Linked DNA regions of Zea mays: region 2 is linked to region 1. The links are chromatin contacts, called in public Hi-C maps. All regions are on one chromosome and are shown on one strand. Each heading gives the region's core, a stretch centred on a gene start, on an enhancer-like site or on the middle of the called end of the contact. The rest is flanking DNA. Distances are from core to core; before and after follow the strand shown.

The links. A called contact is a pair of places that touch in the nucleus more often than the background predicts.
Region 2: a Hi-C map of bundle sheath shows a contact between it and region 1, with 2.1 times the contacts expected there. The contact joins the promoter of LOC100273327 here to the promoter of LOC100277671 in region 1. A contact is called at or near these places in 3 of 25 Hi-C or Micro-C datasets (bundle sheath, endosperm and tassel).

What each region holds. Positions count from the first base shown.
Region 1 is chr1:273,768,273-273,776,156 of Zm-B73-REFERENCE-NAM-5.0, reverse strand. It overlaps LOC100277671 (Regulator of Vps4 activity in the MVB pathway protein), which reads right to left and starts at 3,664. Exons shown (of 2, transcript NM_001151178.2): 1 at 3,117-3,664; 2 at 2,165-3,026. The coding sequence starts at 3,587. The coding sequence ends at 2,442.
Region 2 is chr1:273,906,531-273,914,414 of Zm-B73-REFERENCE-NAM-5.0, reverse strand. LOC100273327 (putative glycolipid transfer protein (GLTP) family protein) reads left to right here and starts at 3,669. Exons shown (of 4, transcript NM_001147768.1): 1 at 3,669-4,197; 2 at 4,658-4,830; 3 at 5,174-5,316; 4 at 5,568-5,919. The coding sequence starts at 3,913. The coding sequence ends at 5,590. It also overlaps the pseudogene LOC118473246.

The DNA of each region.
Region 1 (7,884 bases), core at 2,415-4,914:
ATTCTTAGAACATGATCTGGAGAAGGCTCACAATATGAAATTGTTGCTTTTTGTCTTTGAACAAATCTCGGGACTAAAAATCAACTTTCACAAGAGCGAAATATTATGCTTTGGTGCAGCACAAGACCAAGAGCAATTGTATAGAGATATTTTTGGGTGTAAAAAAGGAGAGTTCCCTCTAAGGTATTTGGGTATTCCTATTCATTATAGGAAGTTGAAAAATACTGATTGGAGGGAGGTAGAGGAAAGATTTGAAAAAAGGCTTAGTAGCTGGAAAGGAAAACATTTATCAATCGGGGGAAGGCTAACCTTAATCAACTCAGTTTTGAATAGTATTCCCATGTATATGATGTCCTTTTTTCTTGCTCCAAAAGGTGTGCTCAAGAAGCTTGACTACTTTCGATCTCGTTTCTATTGGCAAAGTGATGAGAATAAAAAAAATACCGCCTAGCTAAATGGAACGTCCTTTGTCAACCTAAGGACCAAGGGGGTTTGGGCATCATGGATCTCAATTTAAAGAATAGGGCCCTGCTAAGTAAATGGTTGTTTAAACTCCTAACTACGGAAGGAAAGTGGCAACAATTGCTTAGAAACAAATACCTTGGATCCAAACCACTAGTACATGTTGAATGGAAACCAGGGGACTCACATTTCTGGTCGGGACTGATGAAGGTGAAGCAAGACTTTCTTCGCTTTGGAATCTTTGAAATCAGGAATGGATCACAAGTAAGATTCTGGGAAGACAGGTGGCTAGGCGGCATAGCTTTAAAAACCCAGTACCCCTCTTTATATAACACTGTTCGAAGGAAATTCAAGACAGTTGAAACAGTATTAAAATCAGACAACATAAACCTAGCTTGGAGGTGATCTCTATTTGGGTCTAAGCTTGTTGCTTGGAATGAGTTGCGCCAAAAGCTTGTTAACATACCATTAACACAAGATCAAGATATTTTTCGTTGGAACTTGCACCCAAATGGTCAATTCTCGGTAAAGTCTCTTTACCTAGCCCTTATCAAATAAGAGGTACCAAACCTAAATAAGAGACTATGGAGAATAAAAGCACCCCTCAAAATCAAGATTTTTCTATGGTATCTTCGTAGAGGAGTGCTCCTCACCAAAGACAACCTAGCTAAACGAAATTGGAAGGGAAGTAAAGCATGTAATTTCTGTCAAGGCAATGAAACAATTCAGCACTTGTTTTTCGAATGTCGATTTGCTCGTATGGTATGGAGCATGATGTTTTGGGCGTTAGGAATCCCAAAACCAACTTCCACTTCAAATATGTTCGGGAATTGGCTTTCACAATTTGACAAAAAATTAAAAAAATTTAGCCCTACTAGGAGTAGCAACCATCTGTTGGTCACTCTGGCTTAGTAGGAATGATCTGGTTTTTCAAAAGAAATTTAATATGTCTCCTTTGCAGGTTATTTTCACTACTACCCACTGGCTACGGTCTTGGGTTGTACTGCAGAGGCACGATCAACAGTCTATTGTGATGGAAGCTTCACAACGTTTGGAGCAGATGACTACGAAGTTCTTATCTCAGGCACATGGGTGGCGTTCTAGTCGTAGGATTGACAGCCATTAAGAATGTGTTTGCCATGTTCTTTTTCTTTTCTCTTTTTCTTTCTTTTCTAGGCTGTGTGCATCTTATTGTTGCAGAGGCCGGGAGACGATTTGTATCAAACTTTTAAATGCAATGAAAAATCTTCCTTTTCAAAAAAAAACTCCTATATAGTGCATTCTAAAATACCGTGTCTTTGCGCACGCCATTCTGTGCACCTAGACCTGCTACAAGCAAAATCCCTAAATCAGTGCCGTGATCGTTTCTCGCGCAGTGGCCTTGCACTGTCTTCACATCTGATGGGGCTGTAGCCTACGAGGATCTCGGATCATCCTACTTGTGTGAGTTGACTCACCAGCCTTGCGCTAGCACCTTCCACATATGTTAGCCACACATTCCCTTTATGTGATTGCTGTGTGTGATCATTGGAGCTGTGTTGTGCTGTGTCATCAATTTGTTTCTTGGCAATTGGCATCATTATATATTATTATTTTCCAAACTTCTTGCCATGACATTTGTCAATTTGTCTTCTGGGATAACCGCTTTATTGTATTGTCCTGCCTCATAATATATAATCTACTTCCTTATATAATAAAAAAACAATCTCATCCTTTCCAAGCAGATCATTTGAATTGCAACATCAATATTTTTCCTCCAAAGAACATGTACTACAATTAACGCTACACATTAACAGAACATAGCATTAGTACAGGCATAGTGTACTAGTGTGCAAACTGTTGGCAATAAATCAAATCGCTCATGTGTTTTTTTGGTAACCGTCGTTAATTACATACTACTACAGTGAAAAAAAACAACTTCCATGCCAATATATTGACAAGACGAAGAAACCATCTCCTCCGTTGCGATCTGGATGCCGCTAAAATCCCCACTTTGTTCTGACCGATGCCGGCTTTCCCCTGGCAGGCTCCCGCTGTTTCGGTTCGTCCACTGCAACGTTGCCGTGGTTTGCCTCGTCGTCCTCCGGCGTGATCTCAACATCTGAACTGTAATTCCGGCCATGCCCAATCTTCTCGGGTTTGTTTCCATGAAGCACCTCATCTTGTTTCTCGATCTCAGGATCATCCATTTGCGTCCTCCCTGCCCTCCTCCTGTCACCGGGCCCCCTGGGCTCCCCACGCGAGAGCTCCATGGCCGCCTTCGCGGCGGCGGCTGCCGAGGCGGCCGACTCGAACGCGGCCTGAGCTGCCGCTTCCACGTCCTTGTACCTCTGCGCCGAGTGGCCGGAGATGTCTTCGTCCCGGCCATCAACTGGTGGCGTCCTACTGATCCTCTCGCCATCGTGCTCCGTCTTCCTGTGGCTGTGGTTGGAGCTCCCCGAGTCCTCGTAGGGAGGAGGCGGCTCGTAGATGCGCACGGCGATCCCTTTGTCGGCGGCGATCTCCTGTAGCACCAGCTGTCGGCTCTCCAGGCTCGGCTGCTTGGTCGACAGCTTCTGCACGATCTGTCGAGAATCCAAGTTTAGTCGAGAATCCAAGGTTGAGAAGTCAGTCGGCCAGCCAGCCAGAGTACGCGGGTCGCCGCCGGGCCTCACCTTGGGGTTGACCCCGCACCCGCTGCGGAGGTTGGACGCGGCGGAGACGAACTCCCTGCCGAACTTGGCGGCGAGGATGGCCCGGACCTCTTGCAGCTCCGGAAGGTCCCCGCACCTGGCGGCGGCGTATACCAGCCCCGCCGCCGCCTCCCGCAGCTCCTCGGGGCACTCCCCCCTGTGCGCGTCGTCGACGAGCGCGGCCCGCTCGGCGATGAGGTTGCAGCAGGCCTCGAGCTCGGCGAGGACGTCGAGCGCGTTCTGCTCCCGCACGACGTGCTCGGCGCGGGCCAGCGCGCGGTCCGCGTGGCCGAGGCGGAGAAGCTGCTCCACGTCCCCGCGCGCCTGCCCGCACCGCACCTGGCGGTGGCCCCGCACCACGCCGAGGCGCGTCGCCGCCAGCCCCAGCAGCGACTTGAGCCGCGCCGTCTGCTTCGTCGTCCGCCCCAGCAGCACGTCCAGCCTCCTCCCCATCGCCTCGCACTGGGGCGGCAGCCGGCAGCACCGAGCTCGCTAGCAACACGCGGTCCCCCGAGGCGAGCCCTGGCTGCTGCCGATCGAGTCGTTGCGCGGCTTCGCCCTGGTGCTTTTATACCCCGGGGCCGGGTCGTGGCGTGGTGTGTGTGAAAGATGGGAGGAAACTGGAGGACCGGTACGTGAGATGGCTGACGCGGGCGATTAAGGCGAAGGATCCGAGGATGGTGAACTGGTGATACTGATACGCTTCCCTTCCTTGTGGTGGTGGGTTTGCTTTGTGGCGAAGCGAGCGGGCTTTTAAACGTCTGAGCGGACGCGCTCACGTTTTTCGGCCGCGCGGCACGCGGGTTTTGGCCGCCCGACCGGGGTTGTCTGTCCTCGGCTCGCTGCTGGGATCTCCGGACCGGTAGTCGGCGGGTGCAGATCGCCACGTCGGCGAGTGGCGCCGGTTTTCTTTGTCTTCGATTCGTTTTGCCTGGCTGGGCAAGCAGGGTGGTCGAAGTCGAAAACGACGGTGCAGCGACTGCGGCTGGAAACTTGCGGCACGGTGAGCCGGGCCGGGAACGGGGAGGAAACAGTCGCGCCAACTAATCTAGAAAACGTTGCGGGACTGTGACTCTGTGAGAGCGTGCGTCCGTATATAACCACCTCCATTTCGTACGGCCTGGTCTACAAGGCAGTGGCTCGTCGTGTCGGTATCGACGCTGTCTCATGATAGAGAGTGACGTGTGGTTTCGTCGTCCAGGTCGCGACCGGAGGCCCGCTTTTACTGTGTCAAACGCGCCTTCCCCTTTTCTACGGCTGACATTTTCTTTTGTCATTTCCGAGTGCCGCCGATCACTCTAGATCTGATTTCTTCTCTTCAAAAACGAAGAACTAGGCTTCGTTGCATTCAGATAGAGTGTCCACAGCAAATTGTCCAGGCGCACACACACCTAAATGTTAAGAGGAGCAACTAAACCGCTATAGCAGGAGCCCCTTCTACATCCTGCCCGCCCATGGCTACCTAGCTCCGTCCCTGACCGTAGCTCAGTGGTATATGCTCGACGGCGGTTACGAGCTGGCCGGTCCTGATTTCGATTTATATCGTTCTCACGGTTTTCTACCGTTCATTTGGAGAGGCTCTCGCCCGGTAACCGTCAAAAAAAATTGCAGACACAAACGAACATTGAAAAATTGCATTAGATATCCGGATAATAACGACGTGCCGGCCTCAGCTGCACCAAAACATCCATCGAGTATTGATAAGAGAACAGCGAAAAAGACTGCTTCTAGTCACCTTCCACGGAAGAAAAAACGAAGCAACATAATTAACGTCGAATGCGACTTGTTGGTGAATTAACGTTTTGCCAGGGATGATTGATCGGTTCCAGTACGTACGGTACGTCAGAGACGTGAGCGCGGTGAGCGCCCAAGGCTGCCACGATACGGATACGTGCACCACCACAGGATTAGAGCTGAAAGTTGTCCGGACTCGGGCTAACTTTTTTTTTTACCAACACGACAGAAAATAATTGTAGGCTAGGTTGTAACGTGTCCAGATACTAAAAACTAAGCTTGACCCGACTCGAAGCACGACAGGAGGATACCATCCTAAGCACGATAGGGACAAAAAAAACTTATATATATCTAAAAAATACATTATGAAAATATTCATAACTTTTGCTATAAACTAAAAAAATCATATAAAAAGAGAGATCAATGTTTTCTATAACTTTTATGAAGAGATAAAAATATTGGAACATGAAATAACCATTTTTAAACGCTAGTTTTCTATTTAGTACCTCACTTCATGTCGTGTCGATTCAATGACGGTCCATTTAGTCGTGTCATGCCGTCTATCGTATCTAAGTTTGAGGCACAACATGATATACCTATTTTTTTTCGTGTCAAGTCATATTTTAGACTATCTCCAGCAACGTCCTCTATATACATCCTCTATATCTGTCCTTTACAGTCTTCTCTAAAAGATTCCATCTCCTATATCTACTTTCTCTCCAACAACGTCCTCTAAATCACGTCCTCTATATGTAAATACCTATATTAAAGATATTTTTAATTTTTTAATTTTTGTACATACGTATTTGTCATACTCTCAAATGTATTTTACATATTTTAGTTTTATTAAACCGGTTGTTTAAAGTATTCAAATAGATAGAGAACCGTTTAGAGAAACTCTACATATAGAGGATCCAACAACGTTCTCTAAATTTAGAGGACCGTTTAGAGGACGTTGCTGGAGGGAGTAGAGTACGTCCTCGTCCTCTAAATTTAGGGTACAGGACCCTTTAGAGGGTCTTGTTGGAGCCAGCCACTCTTATTTCGTATCATGCCGTGCCGATACCAAATGATCTGGTCCAAACTTTGAGGTCTACCCGGGGATACAAGAATGGCCCAGCCTCTGCCATGCATTGTCCCAGGAAGGTTCTGCTACGCTTCCGTTGACGCTTCAGACGATTTGCACGGGAATTCCATTTTTTTGAACGGCATCGATCTGAGATTCCGAGTAGAAGTCACAGGTCAGCTCGTCTCGTGCCCTTAGCCGACCTGGTCCGCTCGCCTAACCCAATTAGGCACACAGGCTTGGCCTTCGGCCACACACAGGACTGTGGACCCTTTTTCGAATCGGATCACCTTGGGAAGCAGGGCACTCCTAGGCCACATACAGGCCGGGCTAGCTTCCGAGCAAGTGGCTGATGCGGGCAGATAGAGTTTTTTTATTTTTACATTAAAATATTTAAAATTTCAAAACTTTACTTAGAACCAAAATATTACAGAAATAGGTGATTATTGCGATATGTTGGAGGGGCGGCAGGTACGACTCTCCAGCAATGAACGGTAAACCAGTTGCTAAAGTACCAGACGAAATTCGTACACGCTATTCTCAGCGATTCGCTGTGCGCCCGCTATCTGTCCTTTCTATGAAATCGGGCGCAGACTTGGGAGGTGGCGGTGATGACCGTGGAGCACGGCGTCGTCGACCAGCAGCGCACGGAGTCGCTTCATCCAGCCAAACGCGAGCATCGATTTCTTGGGCTTGGTTGGAGAAAGCAGCCGACAAACGTCATTGGGAGGAGAGGCGGCGGCGTTTGTAGCAGAGGGCCAAGTGGAGGTGGCGCTGGCCATGGACAGAGATCTGAGGAGCGACGGCAGCCATGATTGGAATCGAGAAGCGACAGCTTGGTCCAGTGTTGTAGGCAGCATGTTCGGCCAAAGAAAAAGGCTAGGTTGAGTGCAAGCAAACGAAAACAGCCAAAAAAACATGAACATACGGCTCGTTATTTATTTTTTAATATATATATATATATATATATATATATATATTAGGTGTGTGCCCGTGCGTTGCAACGGGAACATATAATATCATTGATAACTTAGGTACGTTGGGGATGAGCATCGACACATATCTGACTGGATCTTCTTCCTTGAGGATCTGGAGAAAAGCCTGTTCGAAAGCCAAACATGTTAAAACCTGATCATGTGCTGCCCTTGTGTCTCTGATCATCATCAGCACATTGTTCGACGCTTGTATGAGTCTTATTAATTTGCATGCCTCGTGCATAGTCTCTCAATCATCAATTCACTATGGTATACAGAATCCGTGTCACAGACACCTCTCTATCTTCTAGCGGTCTAGCCTTCGTAGCGGATGTAGTCACCACACCAGTAGGCAGTAGTCCATCATTAAAACAAAATTGTCAAATCAGGAAGGGACAAGGCTTGAAGAAGTGAAGAGGAGAAAGACAGACGCAACAGGTCGAAGGGGACACAGTGAAACCACTTGCATAGCAGTGAGAGCACTACGCGGAGCAAACAAAGATAACAGCATCAGATCCTTCCTTTCTGTGCTGCTGCTACATGGGATCAAGACTAAATTTACACTAGAACATCCATGAAAATCATGATCAAAACAAACTTACAATTTTGTAGAGAAATTTATATTAGTATTTGTGCTATTAATCTACAATCATACAGACAGCCCTGAGCAACGATTTCACGTCGTCTGATAGCATCCCTTATTCCCTTTCTTTTGACCTCATACAAGACGGAAGTTAACAGCAAGGGGGCCAAATTTGCAGGTCAGAACTAATCCCAACCTAGAGCATAGCACAGACGGATACAGAGGCAGTCGACTTACCTTGCTCCTCCGAACGGAGTAACCTCAGATCCTTCTCTTTGATGCAGATACAGTGCAAGGCCTAAAAATGAGAAAGGAGAGGTCAGACGAGGAGGATCTGGGTGGCCGTCGCGGGGAAGAACAAGGACAACGTAGGACTCAGCCATTAGATTCCAA
Region 2 (7,884 bases), core at 2,420-4,919, 140 kb before region 1:
CCGAGACCGATCAGATCGAAATACTGGTTCTCAGGTTCATGTTCGGGTCCTAGTTGGTAGAAACCGATATATTATTCGGTTATTCGGTTACATTAGTCGGGTACCCGATCAAACCGAATGGCCCAACAATGCACTGAATCAGGCAATCAGCCCAGCCCATATCCGTCCACCCCGTATCTATCTCCGTCGAACATTGTAAGTTGTAACCCTAACTTCTCATGTCTCAACCCCGCGCCTCCACCTCCAGTCTCCAGCCCCAAGGAGTGGCGGCGACACATCGTCACTTAGCTTTGTCACCGTTAGAGCCCGGAGGACTCTCCCTCGACCCTCGCCGTCGACCGTCGCCGCCTCGCCGGCTCACTGTCATTGGCTGCATCCGAAGCCGGCAGCTCACGACGCCTCTTGTCAAACTTCAACGACTGCTATCTATCTGGTACTAGAGTTTTCTTCCCAAAGCGACCAATCCTCTTGTGAAACTTCGAGTCTTTGATGAATACTGTCTAATGCGTTGCTGCCTCTGCCTGAGTGCCTGCTGTAGTGCTGCTCATCGCCTTGTTGGTTGCCGTTGTCGGCGTGCCCCACGGCCACACGCCCCACTTCCTGGAGTCCTGTTTGCGTGTTTGCGTAGCGCTCAAAATCTGAAAGGTCCCAGCTCGCAATCGCAATGGAGTCTTGCCGATGAACATGATGTGCTGACTGTTGTTATTGTGCTTCAAACTTTAGAGAATTTGTTGTTGTGCAGCCTGCTATGTCTTACCGAAGACTTATGTCCTTGTTAACTCTGTGAAGACTATATTGTTAGCTCATCAGTCTATGTCTAATTGTCAATCATACACTTATATATTGTGAACTGTTCTATTTAAATTTGTATTATTGCTTGTGTTAGTGCTGAAACCTGAAAGTGTAGCTGACATGCTGCTGTTGCCTGAACTCACCCAGTCAGGTTGGCTAGTGGCCCAGGTACACTCTCGGTCTGCTCGGTCATGCCCGAAAATCGAACCGAAAGTGTAGATAACCGAACTGTCGGTTCTCACTTCTGTAGGCAATAGTTCGGTTCCTAGTTTGTGAAAACTGAAATTTTAAAAAACCGAAAGAACCGAACCGAATACTCGGTTAAGACCGAACGCCCAGGCCTAGCCGGAGCGGTGTGGATGGTCAGCGCCGGCTACGATAGAGATGCCTGAGGGCGGAAGCGGCGAGGGAGAGCGCGGACAAGGGCCAGAGCTGGAGGCGACAGGGATGACCAGGGAGGTGGCCAGAGGCGGCGGCGACATTGTGCTCTAGCGCAATGAAGGTGAGGAGAGTAGAGGAGTGAAGAGAAGACGATGACGAGTAGGGTTATATACATCGACTTTGCTGAGTGCCTAAGATCTGGCACTCGGCAAATAAATTTTTTATGGCACTCGACAAAGAAATTTTTTATTTTTTAAAAAATTATCGAGTGCCACGTCTCGGACACTCGGCACAAAAGTTTTTATTTTTTTAAAAAAATATATGTCATCAATTCCTTTTTCGTGTGTCTACTGATAGGCAACCGGGAAAGAAGTTTTTTTAAAAAAAATTGTGTCGAGTGCCTCCTACAAGAGCACTCGGCAAAGGACCACTTTGCCAAGTGTCTCCATTGGACACTTGACAAAGTTTGTTTGTTTTTTATTCCCCTCCCACTTTTTGTGTTGTGTTCCAAAAGTCTCAAGAGCAACACATGGAATTTTGGCACATTTCTCAAAGTTTGCTATATCTATTAGATTTAGTTCATATAATTGAACTTCTTCGAGCAATTCACATTTGAACTACAAGTCACTCGAAGAATAGAAAATAATGAATACAAAAAATTATATTGATGTTATTGAGCACAAGTTACGACCTAATTCAGGAACAAACCAGAAATTTCGAACACCATGTTCACGTAAAATGAGCGTGAACTGCGATCGAGTTGTTTTGAATTGTATAAAACACAAACGAAGTCAGAAAATCATGAAACTTATCGAGATCTCCTGAAATCATATGTAGAGTCTATGATAAAAATTTAACAAAGTTTCTTGAAAGTTGCCACATACGACGTGTACAAACCTAGCCGGCCTCTACATGGAATCATGAAACTTCTACAGAGGCCGACTAGGTTTGTACACGTCGTACGTGACAACTTTCACGAAGCTCTGTAAAATTTTTTATCACAAACTCTACATAATGATATCATGAGATCTCGACAAGTTTCATGATTTTATGATTTCTTTTGCGTTTTATACAATTTAACAACGGGATTGCAAATTCGCAGTCATGTTTCGTGAACATGATCTTCGAATGTTCGTTTGTTGCTAAATAAGGCCGCAAAATGTGCTCAATAACATTAATATCAATTTTGTATTTGTTGCTTTCAATTATTCGAGTGACTTGCCGTTCAAATGTGAATTATTCGAAGAAATTGAAATAGATGTACTAAATCTAATAGATATAACAAACACTTTGAGAAATGTGCCAAATTTGAACATGTAGGTCTAGAGATTGTATGAACACAGTACAAAAAAGTTGGAGGGGAAAAGAAAAAAAGCAAATAAACTTTGTCGAGTGTCAGAAAAAGACACTCGACAAAGACAGTGCCTTTGTCAAGTACCTTCCTGTGGCACTCGACATAGTTAACGCCCGTCAGCTGTTGACGACGCTTTACCGAGTGTCTAGATTTGGCAAGAGTTGGGCACGGAAAATATGGTTTTGCCGAGAGTGTTTGTATGTCGAGCATTTTGCACTCGTCATAGAGGGGATCTTTGTCTGAGTGTCTTTGTTCGTCAAGAGTAACACTCGAGTGTCCGAGATTTTGCACTCGTCAAACCTATAGCATTCGACAAATAACACATTTCCAGTATAGATGAATGGGATAAAGATGTTGTAAACCTATTTTTAGAGAACAGTAGAGAATTAATGATGATAAACCATTTGTATTTGATGTCAAAGAATTTATATCGATTACGGAGTCTTTGCTTTAGTACTTCAGTCTAGTTAGGGCACGTTTCTTTTAGCCTGTAGGTTTTTCATAAAATGCAAGTTGAAACAGGAGATCCAACTTGTAATAATGCATATGCTACCTATGTTTATACAATCCAGCCATTAAGGTGCTGTTTGGTTCAAAAATGTAACGCAAATGATAATGGTAATGGTTTACGCTTATTACTGGCGGTAACAAATTTGAATAGACTGGTATCAATTTTTAGTGTGGTATCTGATTACGGTTAGACTAAAACAAACATGATTTAACGTTATCAGTTACTCATTACGTTATAAATATGTCATTACGTTATAAATATGTGAACCAAACGACACTACTTCCTCTATGTAGCTTGCAAAAATTTGCAAGACGTGATTCACAAACGAGGCCCGGCGTGGAACATCGGGGATTCGAGTGATGTCAGTATGTCACAGGCGCATGTCGCTAACAGATGTCCTGTGCAGATGGGCGTATTTGCACGTGTTTTTCTTGGGTAGAAATCATATAGAAACAGTAACAGCGTGGCTTGCGTGATGTCTGTTTTAAATTCACTCCAAGATTAGGATGCTAACCTGCCACGGCCTGTCACTGTCCGTTCGGTTAGAATAGAACCCCCACGGCCCCACCTCCTTTCGCACGAGATGGCTATATAAAGCAGGATCCATTCGCCAAAACGCGAGTCCTCTCAGTCTTTCTCCCCCCACGGCAGAATTCCGATTCCGGCCGCCTCCTATACATAGCCAGCCAGCCTTCCACCCTCTCCCCTCCCCCAACACAGAGCAGCGAGCCGCGCGCGGAGGCGAGGCGTTCGCACACCTCGCCCGCGCCACCACCACCGCTCCGTTGCGCCCGCCAGCCGTCACGCGTGACGTTTCCCGGGGGGCCGGGGGAGAGAGAGGCAGAAGGAGGAGGCACGGAGAGGACGAGACAGGATGCTCGGGTTCAGGCAGATGCCGTGGTCGTCGGCGCAGGAGCAGGAGCAGGCGCCGTCGGAGCAGCTGTGCGAGGGGGTGTCGGCCGTCGTGGCGGCGCGCCAGGGGATGGAGAAGCCGCTGACGGCTGTGGCGGAGGCGTTCGAGGAGCTGGCGCGCGGCATGGAGGCCGATGGCGGGGAGCTCCGCCTCGCTCCCTTCAGCGACTCCTGCGCTCTCGTCTCCGTGCTCTTCAGCAGCCTCGGGATGGCCTTCAGGTTCGCCGAGATCGAGTACGTCACCAAGGTGAGCGCCCTACGATCCCGCTGTCCCGCCGACCGATCCCTTTCGCGATTGATTCTGCGCGATGACCCCCCCTATTTTTTTCGCCCCGATCGCTTGGACCGTTGTTGCGATCTCCGTGCCTGGATAACATGGCGCCACGTTGTTTGACTTTCATCAGATCGTGCAGCGTTCACCGACGACCGACGTTGCCCAAAAAAATTACTTTGGATTATTATATCATTTCCTTATTTTTTTCAAAAAAAAATTTAACGTACGTCATCACAGGAATCGAAAGTTTGCATCTTTTTTTCCAAGGAAGCTTCCTTCTCGATTGCGTGCAGAGTCTTTCAAAATTTCAGTGGTCGGCATTAGTATACCAATCAAAATTGCTCACGCGTACTCCCGGCCTTCCGGCGAAGGAATGTAACGGCGCCTCCCCGTGCGAATACTGAATGCTCATATCAGCCATCCATCTTTCCAGGTGAACGATCTCATCGGTGCCGGCAAGTCGTACCGCACGTTGAGCGACATCCTCGACAAGGACATCCAGAATGACTGCGTGAAGAAGCAGGGAAGCCACTCCCGGAACTTACGCAGGGTCCGTCTCGGCCTCGGCCTCATTAAAGCCCTCTTCGAGCAATTCCTCGATACCGAGTACGTCTCGTTGCATTCAACCAAACATGAACACATCTCATCACTAAGTCTGAATATTTCAGGCAAGATAGGCCACATTGACTGAATCTCAAGGCCTGTATACAGCGTATGATGTCCTTTTGTCAGAATGTGTACGATGATAACTGCATGATCTCGAACTGGTTGTCATGTGGATGTGGTTAAATACATTTACCAAATTGCCAGCTGGTGCTCACAAGGCTATTACTGCATGTACATGTGTAACTGTCAAGTGCTATGATTTGGACAGATAGCTGTTTTGTTTTAAAATGATACTTATATATTGACTGGTGGCTCTGTTCTTTGGCACTTGTTTTTTTTTCAGGGGGACATTGTATGATGCTGCTACGATAGCTTACGGGCAGGTCTGCGCGCCGTTTCATAGCTGGGCGATCAGGAAGGCTGTTGGTGCTGGCATGTACACTCTTCCAACTAGGGAGCAGTTGATAGTGCGGCTGAATGAAACTGGTAAGCAAACGCAAAGACCCACCACGTTTCGAAGGATTACAACTTTACCAATCTTCGAATTTCGTTTTCTCGAAAGAAAATGCCTTTATTTCTCCAGAGAGGGATTGATCAAATGTTTTGCGGCAGATGTTCTATCATCAAATGTTAGGCATCTGAGATGCCAATGTCCGAAACCAGATATTCTGCCGACTCTTCATGTCAAGTGTTAACAGTGTCCTTTATTGATTGTTGACGCAGATTTCTCCGTGCAGAAGGAGATGAGGAGATACATTGATGCTTCTAGTCCTATCATAGAGTACATCGACAACCTTTTCCTCTCGAGGAACATTAGCCTAGATTGGTGAGCTGATCTGAACTGGACTGGACTGAAGATCAAGTCTGCAGCTTGTTCACAAAGCCGTTGTTGGTACCATCGATTTATTGTTCATAGTTATTTATTCAGCCTTGTTGGGTGGTGGATGGATGCTCCCTTTTCTTCCTTTGTTGCACGCACGGGTCTCGTGCATGTGTTGTACAACTGCATGATAATTCTAGCATGGACATTGATGTTCTTGCCGACTGTCCATATAGAAACTGATGGATAATGCAAACGACTATTCAGATATCCATGAGTTCTCTCGCTAATCCAGCTGATCTTGGTTTTGGCTATCTAATTATATACTGCAAGAGATTTGAGGTCTGAAATGTAAAGGGGGACCTTTCTAGTTTAGATGTACAACCAGTTGTTAGGGAATGTACAACCGACATACATTTAAGAAACCCGTGAAAATGGGCGGCCATCAGGCTGAGACCATGGCCCAAGCACACCATAGTCAAGAGCGTGTGTCGAATGGTCATAGGACCATAATTGCGATATGCCTTTCGAGAGGCTTATGATACCTAGGTTGTGGTATATTTTTAGGGGTATATGGTCTAGAATGACATGTCTTGGCGCAATTGAGGTTGGGGTAGATTGAGTGGGGCGACTTGGATTGGGACTTTGCTTAAGGTGATTAGGGGCGGATCCGCCCTGGTCCGGGAGGCTATGCTGGGGGATTCAGTTCGAGGGAATTAGATCAGGGTGACTAGCTCTATCTTGGTTGGGGTTGCCAGGTCGGATCTCCCTCTTCGGGGGTCATCCTAGGCAATGCAACGCTCTAATATTCCAGACTAGACTTTCTTGTCTTAGGGTACCCAATTATAGGTACATGTCACATATATTGGCTAGGGTTCATGTACAAGGTCCTTTAAAATTAATAGCGATATCGAAGCAGGGTTAGTCTCTTATTTACTAAAACTCTTCAAGATATAGCTCATTTATCTGGGTTGTATAAGTGGAACTAGTGGCGGACCCAGCTCCCAAGCGGGTCGGGCAGGCGCCCGGGCTCCTTTTTCCACTGGTGTGAAGTGTGATACAACAAGTAGAATATATAATGGCCATGTATCCACTATAGTCGCATGCAGGAGTGTTGCATGTAAGCATGTAGCCATGTACCTCTTTATGGACTCGGTCTCTTTAAATCACTAGATTTGCGTTCGTGCATATACCACATAATTATTGTGGACCTGCTGTTGAAAATGGGTCAGGCCATCAGGCTGATGCGAGACCGTGGCCCAAGCAGACCATAGTCAAGAGCGTGTGTCGAATGGTCATAGGATCATAAATGTGGTATGCCTTTCCAGAGGCTTATGATACCTGGGTTGTGGTATCTTTTTAGGGGTATATGGTCTAGAATGACATGTCTTGGCGCAGTTGAGGTTGGGGCTGACTGACTGGGATGACTTGGATTGGGACTTTGCTTAAGGTGATTGGGGGCGGATCCGTCCTGGTCGAGGAGACTATGCTGGGCGATTCAGGTCAAGGGAATTAAATCGGGGTGACCAGCCCTATCTTGGTTGGGGTTGCCAGGTCGAGTCTCCCTCTTCGGGGGGTCATCCTAGGCGATGCAACGCTCTAATATTCCAGACTATACTTTGTTGTCTCGGGGTACCCCAATTATAGGTACATGTCACATCTATTGGCTAGGGTTCATGTACAAGGTAATTAATAGTGATATCGAAGCAAGGTTAGTGTCCAAACCTTAGACCTAGATATTTCAAAACATTGAATTTAAGGGATGAAACCGAGCAAATCCTCTAAAAGTTTCATATTCATCCACTAGAAAGCAAACAGAAAAAGGGAAGAAAGAACCCTCATTGGTTTTCCCTGAACTCCAACCCTAACCATCTTGAGCACACATAAACATAAGGAGAAGGAGGGGTAAGACTTACCTAGTCGACGACGACTAGGTCAAAAGGCGGTGTGATCGTCGGTCTAGCGCAATGCCACATGTAGGCCCTTAGGCACCACCGAGAGGTCGTTCGATACTAGCGTGCTCGCCCTCAGGGGAGGGAGAGAGCACATCAGCAAGTGGTCCCATAGGTAGCGTATGGACACTGTTGTGTCCTGTCTCGCTCACCAGAGTTGCAGAAGACAAAGAGGAACAGGAGGCGCTCATGAGAGAGGGAGAGAGACTTAGTGTAACACCCTGTCCACTCTTGGATCGGTGGTACTTACTTCTGCCAGCCCTATTGGATCATAGACAATCC